Linked DNA regions of Danio rerio: region 2 is linked to region 1. The links are chromatin contacts, called in public Hi-C maps. All regions are on one chromosome and are shown on one strand. Each heading gives the region's core, a stretch centred on a gene start, on an enhancer-like site or on the middle of the called end of the contact. The rest is flanking DNA. Distances are from core to core; before and after follow the strand shown.

Evidence for each region. Hi-C and Micro-C count contacts between places; a contact is called where the count stands out from the background.
Region 2: a contact with region 1 is called in a Hi-C map of embryo, with 8 times the contacts expected there. The contact joins the promoter of adck2 here to the enhancer-like site in region 1. A contact is called at or near these places in 2 of 18 Hi-C or Micro-C datasets (caudal fin and embryo).

What each region holds. Positions count from the first base shown.
Region 1 is chr25:3,169,125-3,175,353 of GRCz12tu, forward strand. All of the region lies in intron 1 of si:dkey-82f1.1, which reads right to left. The region is part of intron 3 of LOC137489311 (a long non-coding RNA gene); the gene reads left to right. Among named protein-coding and RNA genes, the nearest start is that of si:dkey-82f1.1, 29 kb to the right of the region's middle. Within about 2 kb of position 1,722, at least 4 of the 62 cell types and tissues checked have an H3K27ac peak or open chromatin away from gene starts, as enhancers often do.
Region 2 is chr25:3,203,733-3,209,991 of GRCz12tu, forward strand. adck2 (aarF domain containing kinase 2) reads left to right here and starts at 4,676. Exons shown (of 10, transcript XR_012400086.1): 1 at 4,676-5,320. LOC137489311 (a long non-coding RNA gene) reads left to right here. Exons shown (of 6, transcript XR_012400153.1): 6 at 1,064-2,015.

The DNA of each region.
Region 1 (6,229 bases), core at 472-2,971:
GTCTACAGAACAAACCATCATCATACAATAATTTGACTAATTACCCTAACCTGCCTAGTGCACCTTATTACCCTAGTTAAGCCTTTAAATATCACTTTAAGCTGTATAGAAGTGTCTTGAAAAATTTCAAGTAAAATATTATTTACTATCATCATGACAAAGACAAAATAAATCTGTTATTAGAAATAAGTTTTTAAAACTATTATGCTTAGAAAAGTGCTGAAACAATCTTCCCTCCATTAAACAGAAATTGGGGAAAAAAAATAAACAGGGGCGCTAATAATACAGGGGGCTAATAATTCTGACTTCAACTGTATATATATATATATATATATATATATATATATATATATATATATATATATATATATATATATATATATATATATATATATATATATATATATATACTATGAAAACAAACAAAAAACCCCAAAACAAATAAAAAATCTTTTATTTTAATTACTATTATTTTTTTATAAATTGCTTTTCAACAAAGACAAAGCACAAAGAGCAGGTTTAACAATAAACAATAAAAAACAAAATAAAGTAAAAAATAAATAAGTAATAAAAAATAAAAATGCTATAAAAAACAAACAAAACAAAAAAAACAAATATTTTTTTTAATTTTAATTATTTTTTTTCCAACAAAGACAAAGCACACAAACATGACAGTAAACAGTAAACATGAAAAAACTAAATAAAGTAAAAAATAACGAAATAATTAATAAAAAACAAAAATAAAAAACAAAAAATGCTAAAAAACAAATAAAGCAAAAGTATTTTTTATTGTTATTTTTAAATTAATTGCTTTTCAACAAAGACAAAGCACACAGTGCATGTTGTAATAAAAAAAAAAAATTTGACAAAAAATGCTATTAAAAAAACAAACAAACCCCCCAAAACAAATCAAAAGTCTTATTTGAATTACTATTAATTTTCTAATAAAGACTATGCACACAGAGCAGGTTTAACAATAAACAATGAAAAACAAAATAAAGTAAAAAAAATAATTAAGTAATAATAAATCAATCAATCAATCAATCAAACAAATCAAAAGTCATTTCTCTCTGTAAAATCCTGGAGGGACTGACATCCCCTTAAAAAAAAAAAACTTTTGCAGCTTGTTTAAGCTGTTTATTTAAAATGAGTTAAATAAATAAATAAATAAATAAAATGAGTTAAAACGACACAATAAACAATTCAAAAGTTTCTTTCTGGGGAAAACTTAATTGTGTTATGTTGAATCCTCTTAAATTTGTAAAAAGGATAAAGTTAACTTAAGGTCAACATGAAGTAATATAAGTAGCACTTTATTTTGATGGTCCATTTGAGTATTAGTAGACTGTCTGCTTAATATCAGCTGATACTGCTGCTAAACAGACATTTAACTGACTATAATAAACTTTGCAAGTACATTTCAACTTACACTAACCCCAGCCCCAACAGTCTACTTATAATCTAATGAGAATTAGAGGGCATGTAGATGCAGTGTAACTTACATTTAACAAAATAAAGTGTGACCAGGAATAGTGTGGAACCCAGCATTTTTTACAGTGTATGTTCACAAAATTGTGTGTCTTTTTGTGCATGACATGTCAAATTTACAGCTATGCCCTTGTTATCCTCTTGTGAGAGAGGACAAGCTTTAGACAGGAACAATTCTGAGTCGGCAACAAGAATGAGACAGGAAGTAGAGAGGATACGGCACACTATTCATGTGTTCCTGCGCCCCTATCAGTACCTTGCACATATGTCTTCTGTGAACTGTTGTGCATTGAAAAACATATTTCTAAAGGCGCTGTTGACTTGAAATTCTCACCAGATGTTGATAGCAACCAAATAAATCCACATATGCAAAGAAAACAGTTTACAAATGAAGGTTTGTGTAATAAAAGGAAACGATTCAAGGAAAAAGTATTGAACACATGAGGAAAGGGAGGTGTAGAGAAGCAGGGAAAGGCCAGACAGCAGCTGAAATCTCTCAAGCTGCGTCTTTAATGGCACACTATGCACTATGTACTTATGCACTTACACACTCAACAGGATAGCATATGTATGTAGTGTCGTCCCAAATGGAACACTTATGTTTTATTACTAAGCGGATTTTCAAACTGTTTCCCTGATGACGTTTGACGGTCGCCAAATCAGTGAAATAAACGACCGAATTATCAAATAATACCTGCCGTGAATATTGCCGCATTCACCATCGGGAGGCGCTATAATCACTCTCGTAGGAGAATTTTGCTTTCACCATCCAAAATAAATAAAGTTATCCAACATGTGCGTCCGATAGCTCCGCCTCTTCCGATACGTAAGCAAACCTGCGGTCGTTGAGTGCATGAAGTGTCCATCATTACACACTTCATTTTAGCGGCTGAATGAGTGCATGATCCAGGTAATTAAAGTGCACTCATTATTTTTAGAGTTTTCAGTGTGAACACACTAATTACACTATTTATACTACAAAATGGCGTAGAATAGTGCATAAGTATGCGATTTGGGGCGCAGCTTCAGTAGTTCTTTAGCAACCCTCTGCCCTTCCTCAGTGTAAATGGACATCAGCTGCTTCAGTCCAACATCTACATTAGCATGAGGATGAAGATGGAACCATTTCAGCAAGATAATGATCAAAACACAGCCGAGGAGACTCTCAAAGGCTTTCAGAGGAAGAAAATCAAGCTGTGGAATGGCCCAGCCAATCACCTGAACCGAATCCAATAGAGAATACAAATCAAAGCTCAAATCTGATAGACGAGACCCACAGAAGCATCAAGATTTTGACACTGTGAGAAACTCCTACCTGAGCAATGCATGTGACTTCAATCTCCATATGAGAGGCGTCTTTAAGCTGCAGCATTAAAAAATGTTTGTGTTGTTTGGGTTTTTACCAAAAATCTGCTTCAATTCCATGTCAACAGCTCCATTAGAATTATTATTTCCAGGAAAACACATCACATGTTTAATACTTTTTTTATTATGTTCCCTGTTTGTTGCCGTGTCTGGATTGTAAAAAAAAGGAGACAATAATGCTCCGCTAACTTATTGTTAATGATACGCTACACACAGAGGACGATGAAGCCTGTTTACATTTGCTGGGGTCAGATAAACACAGTGAACCCAATGGAAGATGTAATTATGGTTTAAAGACGGAACCACATGACCAGCCGCGCGACACTTCATGCCCCGGAGACCTCGAGGGAGAAAACCGGCACGGCAAACTGTTATTTACTTGTTTATGCAAGCATTAGCTGAGGGGCCGACATCGTGGACTGTTAGTCACACAGGAAGGAGATAACAGGAAGTGGAATCATGGAGAACAAGACCCCTGTAATCTCACATGGGTCTCCTTTGGGGTTTTAAAAGGGATCTCGGTAATGTCTCACAATGTGAGGAGATGTTATAGTGTGCAATTAAATTCTTGCAAGTTTTCCTATGTTTACTTGCTGGAAAATCTAGGAACACTTTAGAGTCCCTGTGAAATCAATCAAAGTTAGTATTAACATGTTAGTCTTAAAGTCAGTGTCAGTATGTTTGTATAAAGGATATCTACGTTCACCGGCCACTTTATTAGGTACCCCTTACTAGTACCGGGTTGGACTCCCTTTTGTCTTCAGAACTCCCTTATTCATTTATGGCGTAGATTCAACAAGTTACTGGAAATATTCCTCAGAGATTTTGCTCCATATTGACATGATAGCATCACACAGTTGCTGCAGATTTGTCGGCTGCACATCCATCATGCCAAAATGATGCTCTATTGGATTGAGTTCTGGTGACTGTGGAGGCCATTTGAGTACAGTGAACTCATTGTCATGTTCAAGAAAGCAGTCTGAGATGATTCACGCTTTATGACATGGCGCTTTATCCTGTTGGAAGTAGCCATCAGAAGATGGATACTGTGGTTATAAAGGGATGGACGTGGTTAGTAACAATACTCAGGTAGGCTGTGGCGTTGACACGATGCTCAACTGGTACGAATGGACCCAAAGTGTGCCAAGAAAATCTCCCCCACACCATTACACTTCCACCACAGTCACTACAGTGCCTGAAAATTGTCCCTATAACTAGGTAACAGCACCGCATAATATCATCTGACTGACAAACAAAATGTTATTGGCTGATTTTGAAAAGGGGGAGGAGCTACTATATGCCCCTCCCTGTATTTCTGTTTGAGTTGACATTACATTAAAAAGCAACTAAAAATACACATTTCAAAGACTCTAAAAAATAGACATCTGAGCTGGAGACATCTGCAAAGTCCTAAAAATAATCAAGTCAGTAAAGATAAGGAAATAAGTAGTCAATAAAAGTATCTCCATTGCTTCCCAACTGTTCTTTAAATAAAGTCAGAAATCACGGAGAAGGCCATCTGATTTTGATCAGAAGAGTTGGAAAACCAATGTAATACTCTGATATTACCCAAAAATATGCCTGAAAATAGTCCCTAACTAGGTAACAACACTGCGTAATATCATCTCACTCACAGAGTTGTGATCTAAATGAAATGCTATTTGCTGGTTTTGAAAAAAAGGAGGAGCTATAATATATGCCCCTCCCTGTATTTCTGTTTGAGTTGAGATTACATAAAAAAATGACTTAAAATGCACATTTCAAGCACTCTGAAAATCAAAAATCTGAGCCTGATACATCAGTAAAATCTTCTACAGACTCTCTCAACTATTAGTTCCCAACAAAATAATAAATAAAGGCAGAAATCATGGAGAACATCATCTGATTTTGATCAGAAGAGTGGGAAAACCAATGTATGCATTAATGATATTACACAGCGCCTGAAAATAGTCCCAAACTAGGTAACAGCACTGCGTAATATCATCTGACTGACAGAGTTGTGACATAACTGAAACACTATTGGCTGGTTTTGGAAAAATGGGAGGGGCTACTATATTCCCCTCCCTCTTTTCCTTTTTGAGTTGAGATTGTCAAAACATCAAGTAAAAATGCACATTTCAAAGACTCTAAAAAGCAGTAAATCTGAGCTAGAGACATCAACAAAGTCTTCTACAGACTCTAGCAATGATTGTTTTCCAACTAAATAATAAATAAATACAGACTCTCTCAACTATTAGTTCCCAACTACATAATAAATAAAGCCAGAAATCATGAAGAAGACCATCTGACTTTAATCTAAAGAGTAGGAAAATCAATATTTGCATAATGATTTTACACAGGGTCTGAAAATAGTCCCTAACTAGGTAACAGCACTGCGTAATATCGTCTGACTGACAGAGTTGACATCTAAATGAAACCATTTGGCTGATTTTAAAATGGGGGAGGGGCTACTAAATGCCCCTCCCTCAATTCCTGTTTAAGTTGAGATTACGTTAAAATTTTGACTAAAAATGCACATTTCAAAGACTCTAAAAAGACTCTCCCAACTATTGCTTCCCAACTATTCTTTAAAAAAAGAAATCACAGTGAAGACCATCTGATTTTAAGATCCCTAACCAGGTAACCACTGCATAATGACATCTGTCTGACAGAGCTGTGATGTAAAGTTAACTGATTTTGAAAAAGGGGAGGAGCTACTTAATGACCCCCCCTCTATTCCTGTTTGAGTTGAGAATACATCAAAACATCAAAAATAGCATCAAAATACACATTTCAAAGACTTTAAAAAACAGAAATCTGAGCTGGAGACATCAGCAAAGTCTTCTAAAGACTCTCCTAACTTTTGCTTCCCAACTATTTTTTAAATAAAGCCAGAAATCATGGAGAAGATCATCTGGTTTTAATTTGAACTGGAGGAAAACCAATGTATGCATTAATGATATTACAAAGAGCCTGAAAATAGTCCCTAACTATATGTAACAGCACTGCATAATATCATCTGACTGACAGAGTTGAGATATTAATGAAACGCTATTGGCTGATTTTGGAAGAATGGGAGGGGCTACCATATTCCCCTCCCTCGATTCCTTTTTGAGTTTAGATTATGTCTAAACATCGAGTAAAAATGCACATTTCAAAGACTCTAAAAAGCAGAAATCAGCAATGTCTTCTACAGGCTTTTCCAACTATTGCTTCTCAAATAAATAATACTAAATAACTCAGAAATCACAGAGAAGACCATCTGATTTTGATGGGAGGAGGAGGAAAACCTGTGTTCCTGATTACGTCAAAACATAGACTAAAAATGCACATTTCAAAGGCTCTAAAAAGCTGAAGCCTGAGCTGGAGACATCTACAAGCTCTCTCCCAACTGTTG
Region 2 (6,259 bases), core at 3,426-5,925, 38 kb after region 1:
ATGCTAAGATTTTGTGTCCGAATGTTGGGTTAAATATGGACAATCTTAACCGTTGGGTTAAAAGTGTCATTAAATTATTTTTTACATATTACAGTCTAACAAATGCTGGGTTTTTGTGACTCAATGTTGGGTCTAATATGGACAAACCCAACCACTGGATTAAAACGTGTAGTTAATTCTATTTTTGACAAATCACAGTCTAAAAAATGCTGGGTTTTTGTGACCCAATGTTGGGTTAAACATGTACAAACCCAACCACTGGGTTAAAAAGTGTAATTTAATTCTTTTTTTGAGACATACAATCTATAAAATGCAGTTTTTTTGGCCCAGCGTTGGGTCAAATATAGACAAACCCAATCGTTGTGTGAGAACGTGTATTTTTTTACTTAGTACGTACTATAAAATACTGGGCTTTTGTGACCCAATGTTGGGTCAAATATGAAATTTAAATTTAATTGAAAAAATTGACCCAATGTTGGATGTGATTTGTCCACATTTGATCCAATGTTAGGTCACAACAACCCAGCACTTTTAGTGTAATATGTGAAAAAGATGACACTTTTTGACCCAACTGTTGAGTTTCCCCATATTTGACTCAACATTGAGTCACAACAAACCAGCATTAGTGTAGAATTAAAGGCTTTTACTGGGGGTATTTTCAGGGATTATTATTTCATGAAATATCTGCTAATTTGCATATATTCTTACCACAAAATTCTGAACATTTCAGTAAGGTTTAATTCTTGATTTATTTATTTTTTGACATGTTAATAATTTAAAAAACATAATAAAATACTGTATACATATAAACTGTATATTCAAATGCAAATTGCGATATTTTGAATCATATTACTGTATTTATGATCAGCCTTGGTGACCCTAAAAAACAACAACAAAAACAAATGCAATCAAACTGACTGACTACATTAATATGAAGTACGTTTTGTAAGTGCCTATTAAAGTCACATGCTTCTGCTTGACATCGGCATGCACTGAGACATCTCTGAGTCACACAATTACAATAGAGCTTCGGTTTTACCCCCTGGAGCTCTGTGTTTTTCAGCCGGCGGTGGATCCTGGAGGCAGGGGCCCGTTTCAACACCAGAGTCTCTGGAAGAAGAAGAGGACAGTCCTGGCTTCACTTCAACAGATCGAGTTACACTGGAGAGAGTCTGCAGACTTCATCTAATCAGTGTCTTTTGTTGCTGTTGTGAAGCTTTTGTGCGAGATTAACTCGGCCTGCAAAGCTGGATTCACCGAAAAACCCTCAAGTAAAGCGAGTTTGTGGAAGTCATTTAAACTCAAGGCATTGTTAACAAAAAGTGATGACAGACGGATCTTAAAGTCTGCATGAAGCCGAGGAGACTTTTATTTCAGTATGTTGATGTCCTTCATTCATTTTCCTTCAGCTTAGACCCTTTATTCGTCAGAGGTTGCCACAGTGGAATGAACCGCCAACTATTCCAGCAAATGTTTTACACAGCGAATGCCCTTCCAGCTGCAACCCAGTACTGGGAAACACCCATACACACTCATACACTATGGCTAATTTAGTATCTTCAATTCCTCTATAGCGCATGTGTTTGGACTGTGGGAGAAAACGAAGCACCCGGTGGGGAGAACATGCAAACTCCACGCAGAAATGCCAACTGACCCAGCCGGGACTCGAACCAGCAACCGCCTTGCTGTGAGGCGACAGTGCTAACCACTGAGCCACAGTGTCGCCCTGCTTTTTTACTACACATTTATACCTAATTGAAAGTTCAATCCACTTAAATTTGTTATGTTAACTTAATTTATTTGTTTTGGAACAACATGAATGAATTGTGTGGAACCCTGCATATATATAATGTATTTAAGGTCTAACAAAACGTTCGATTTTTCCTCAAATTTTGATGCAATTATTACATTTGTGCAAATTTGTCCCTCATAACGAAATAGTTTATTATTTTAGTCAAAAAAAAAATAATAATGAAAAAAAGATCGACTTGATATAGGAAATAAACGAATAATACAAAAAAACTAAGTAAAAATACAAAGGGTGCATATTAGGACTGTTGTGTCTGGAATTGCTTAGGGCACCGAAATGACTAAATTCATATCCATATTACTATAGAAATATAATATATAATATAAACAAACAACACTGAAAAAAAGTGTTGCATGCAGAACTGTTGCAAACTATTTATTTGTGTTGAATTTAAACAAATTAAATTCAGTAATGTTCAACTTAATTTGTTTGTTTAAATTCAACACAATTAAATTGTTTACAGCCACTTAACGTAAAAAAGATTTAGTAAATCCAAGGAATCATCTTTGAATATTTTTTTCAGTGAACTGTAGCTTTCTACAACTATATTACACTGTAGTACAGCGCAGTTTACTGTAGTAGAAACTAGAGTACATTATACTACATTAGTTCGCCGTTTCACAATGGTTAATAATGCTACAGTTATGCTGTAGACAGGGTTCGTTCGGGTGCTGGAAATCCTGGAAAATGCTTGATTTTTAATACAGTGTTTTCAAGGTTAAAAAAATAGATTTAGATTTAGGACAAAGTGGTTGAACCTGCTTGAATTTGAAATAGCAGGGCTCGAAATTTGTTCATGGGATGTGCAGATTTAGGAGACATTCACACAGAATGCTTATTTGCACCTAAAATCGCCAAACGCATCGCTCAGGAATAGTTTAAAACAGCTGACGTGTCAACTTGCTGCAGTAAACAAAGCCTGCAATGCCTGTAAATAAATAAAAAGTAATAATAATAAAAGTAATCTTGATGAAAGCTTACAAACTATAGTTTCCATATTTGGTGACTGATTTTCAAAACAGTTGACATAGGAACAGTTCATTAATTTGCAGCAAGAATATTCTCAGACTCATAAGGATTCAATTTGTGACATGAATTTTTAACAGCAATGCACATGAAATATAATGAACGACTGCTCATGAAAGTTTGGTACACACAAAACAAATCTGACTGTAAGATTTTTTTTTTTTTTTTTTTTGAGATATCAGCTTTAGGTAAGAGAAACTTTAAAAGATATCTCATCCAATAACTGATCTTTTTTATTTATTGATTGGTTTATTATTATTTTTTTTGCATTTTTAGGTAAACTATCCCAATAAATATATGCTCCAAAGTATTCAACAATGTAAGCTGAAATGTTATATTGTGTTTTTTAAATGGCACAATGGATTTAGATGTGAAAAAGTACAGCAGATATATATATATATATATATATATATATATATATATATATATATATATATATATATATATATATGTATGCTGTACCATGTTAAAAATGGCGACAAATGCACCTTAAAAGTGTTTGAAAAGTGCTGGAATTTAAGGTTTAAGAACTCTGTGTAGAGTTGTAAATAATATAATAGCCTACTACAGTATAATACACTTTACTATGGCAAATTTCTAAAATACTACTATAAATTACTGAAGTATTTTTATGTGGGTGTCATCTTCATTTATACCTGCTCTATTATGTGCATTTTTGATGTCGAAGTGAGGAAAATTAAGTAAAAGAGTCCCCCTAAGTAAACTCAAATATATACTTATAATAACTTATAGACTCAGCAAACAGTCATTTTAGCGACATCTACTGGCCAAAGGGAAACGATGAAAATGGGTGGTAATAGTGATATAGTGAACATAATTACTTGAACAGAACATTCAATCATTCATTTAATTTTTGGCTTAGTTCCCTTATTAATCCGAGGTCCCCACAGTGGAATGAACTGCCAACTTATCTAGCATGTGTTTTTATGCAGCCAATGCCCTTCCAGCTGCAACCCATCTCTGGAAAACATCCACAAACACTCATTCACACTCATACACTACGGACAATAGCCTACCCAATTCACCTGTACCGCATGTCTTTGGACTGTGGGGGAAACCAGAGCACCCGGAGGAAACCCACGCGAACGCAGGGAGAACATGCAAACTCCACAAAGAAACGCCAACTGACCCAGCTGAGATTCAAACCAGCGACCTTCTTGCTGTGAGGCGACAGTACTACCTACTGCGCCACCGTTTTGCCTGAACAAAAAAAAAAATATATATATATAAAGGTTTTATTAATGTAACTTTAAAAAAAAAATTTACTTTTTGCAATATTATATTTATATTGATTAATAATATTGATTAATAGTAGTAGTGGTAGTAGTAAATGTAAAAAAGTAAATATCAAAAGTCTAAACAAACCCCAAAACTGCAATAAAGCAAACCCTTTTAACATAAATATTCTAATGTTTAGAAATTCTCGTTAACATTATTAAAAGCAAATTATAGGACATCAACCTGTAATAAAATCATATATTTTAACACTAAAATATTAAAATATATAGCCATTGTGTTTAACATTAATAATTTGCATATATTAATAATAATGCTAAAGGTAAATGTCATATCAAAACAAAATATGCAACAACACCAAAAGAAGAACCTATTTCTACAGATTTTAACGAAATACAGATTCAATCAAATCAATAATTCCTTACATTTCATGATTTCGTGTGTTTATTTTATTGAACTAACTTTGTTCTAAATAAATACTAGTTTTTTAATCAACAAATCAATATCGATTAACGTTACTGCCCCCTTTTTCCCTTTCCACCGAGATGCGGAACTAACGTTAGCAATCACACGGAGCGATTTATCAGGCGAACCGGCGGAGAGCAGCAGTAACATTCATAACAAATGTTTGAATGAATTTAACGTTAACCGAATTCAAGCCTAAATGTGGAGAAACAACGCGAAAATGACACTAAATAGCACAGCCGCGGACATCTGTCGACGAAAAAACGCAAGATAATGAGAATATGGATGCATATGTACATGTTGACCTGCGTGTTCTGAACATTTCTGTGACTCATATTGTCATTTAAAGATTGTGAGCATGCTCGATGCTGACTATAAACACTGCAGAATTGTATATTAGCAAACGTGAATGTGTTTATTAATCCATACTTTATCATTTCAAACCTTAACAGAAGAAAGCAACAGAACTGAACGCTGTTAATTCATTATATAATGTCTACATTTGGCTTCATTTAAAATGTCTGTATTTTGCACAAGGCACCTGCTGCATAGCTTTAAGTGCTTTGCGCGCAGGTTACCGATTCCAACTCAATCCCGCAGAGTGTTTTTTGTTAAAGCCACTCGTCTTTTATCCCAAACCCCAAAAGTGGGATTGTTCTGCTGGACTGCATGTGGGACCATTTACGCCGCCGGACCAGAATCCCTCAAGAATCATCAAAACCCCACAGAGAGGAAATCAGTGGCCGGAGTTCAGATCCACAGGTTAGCAGTGGTCGACACTAATTGTTTTTACATCACTGCTGTACGTGTGTGCGTATTTGTAGTGTCTGTGTTTCATAAGAGTATATTCATTTTAGTAAACCTTCACTACTTTTCAAAAGTAGATAATGTACTTTTTACTCTACTACATTTGCTGAATGAAGCTGAGTAAAGTTATTTTTAATCTCCTTCAAGTTGTTCCAAACTTTCATGATTTTGTTTCTTCTTTTAAACACAATAACTGATATATTTTGAAAAATGTTGGAAACCTGTAACCATTGCCTTCTGTTGTAGGTGATAGATTTCCAACATTTTTCAAAATATCCCTGCGTGTAACATAGACTAACCATGTTCCGTACACTTTTCGCTATGCAGCGCACTCCTCCGTCATTGAAAGCCAGATAAGCATGCTTGTGTGTTCATTCTCTGGGGGAATATCTATTGCACAATCTAAATCTTGATTGATGTCTTTTGGACCAGTAGTTTTTGAGAAAAGATGGGAAAAGTACCACCTTCGCATGTGTACGGAAGATGATAGGTATTAACGATGATCTGTACACCAGTGGTTTTCAAAGTGGGGGTCGGGACCCCCCCAGGGGTCGCAGGGCAATGAAGGGAGGTCGCCTCGTGATTTCCAAAAATATTTATTTTTATTAAACCATAAGAATTAACATATTTTATCCATAACTATACTGAAAATAAAAATAGTCGTTTATAGTTACTATATACTATATAGTTACTATAGTAGCTTATAGTTACTTGTTCTATTGAATTGTGACCCCTGGGGTAATTACATTATAATAAAGGCAGCAATAGCTTTAGATGCATTTTGATTTTATAACATCAGGTTATACTTTCTAGCACATTTAAAGCACTGACACAAATTTAATTGGTGTGTCTGAGTCATTGCATGCAAGGTTTCTGTATTTATAACCACCTCAG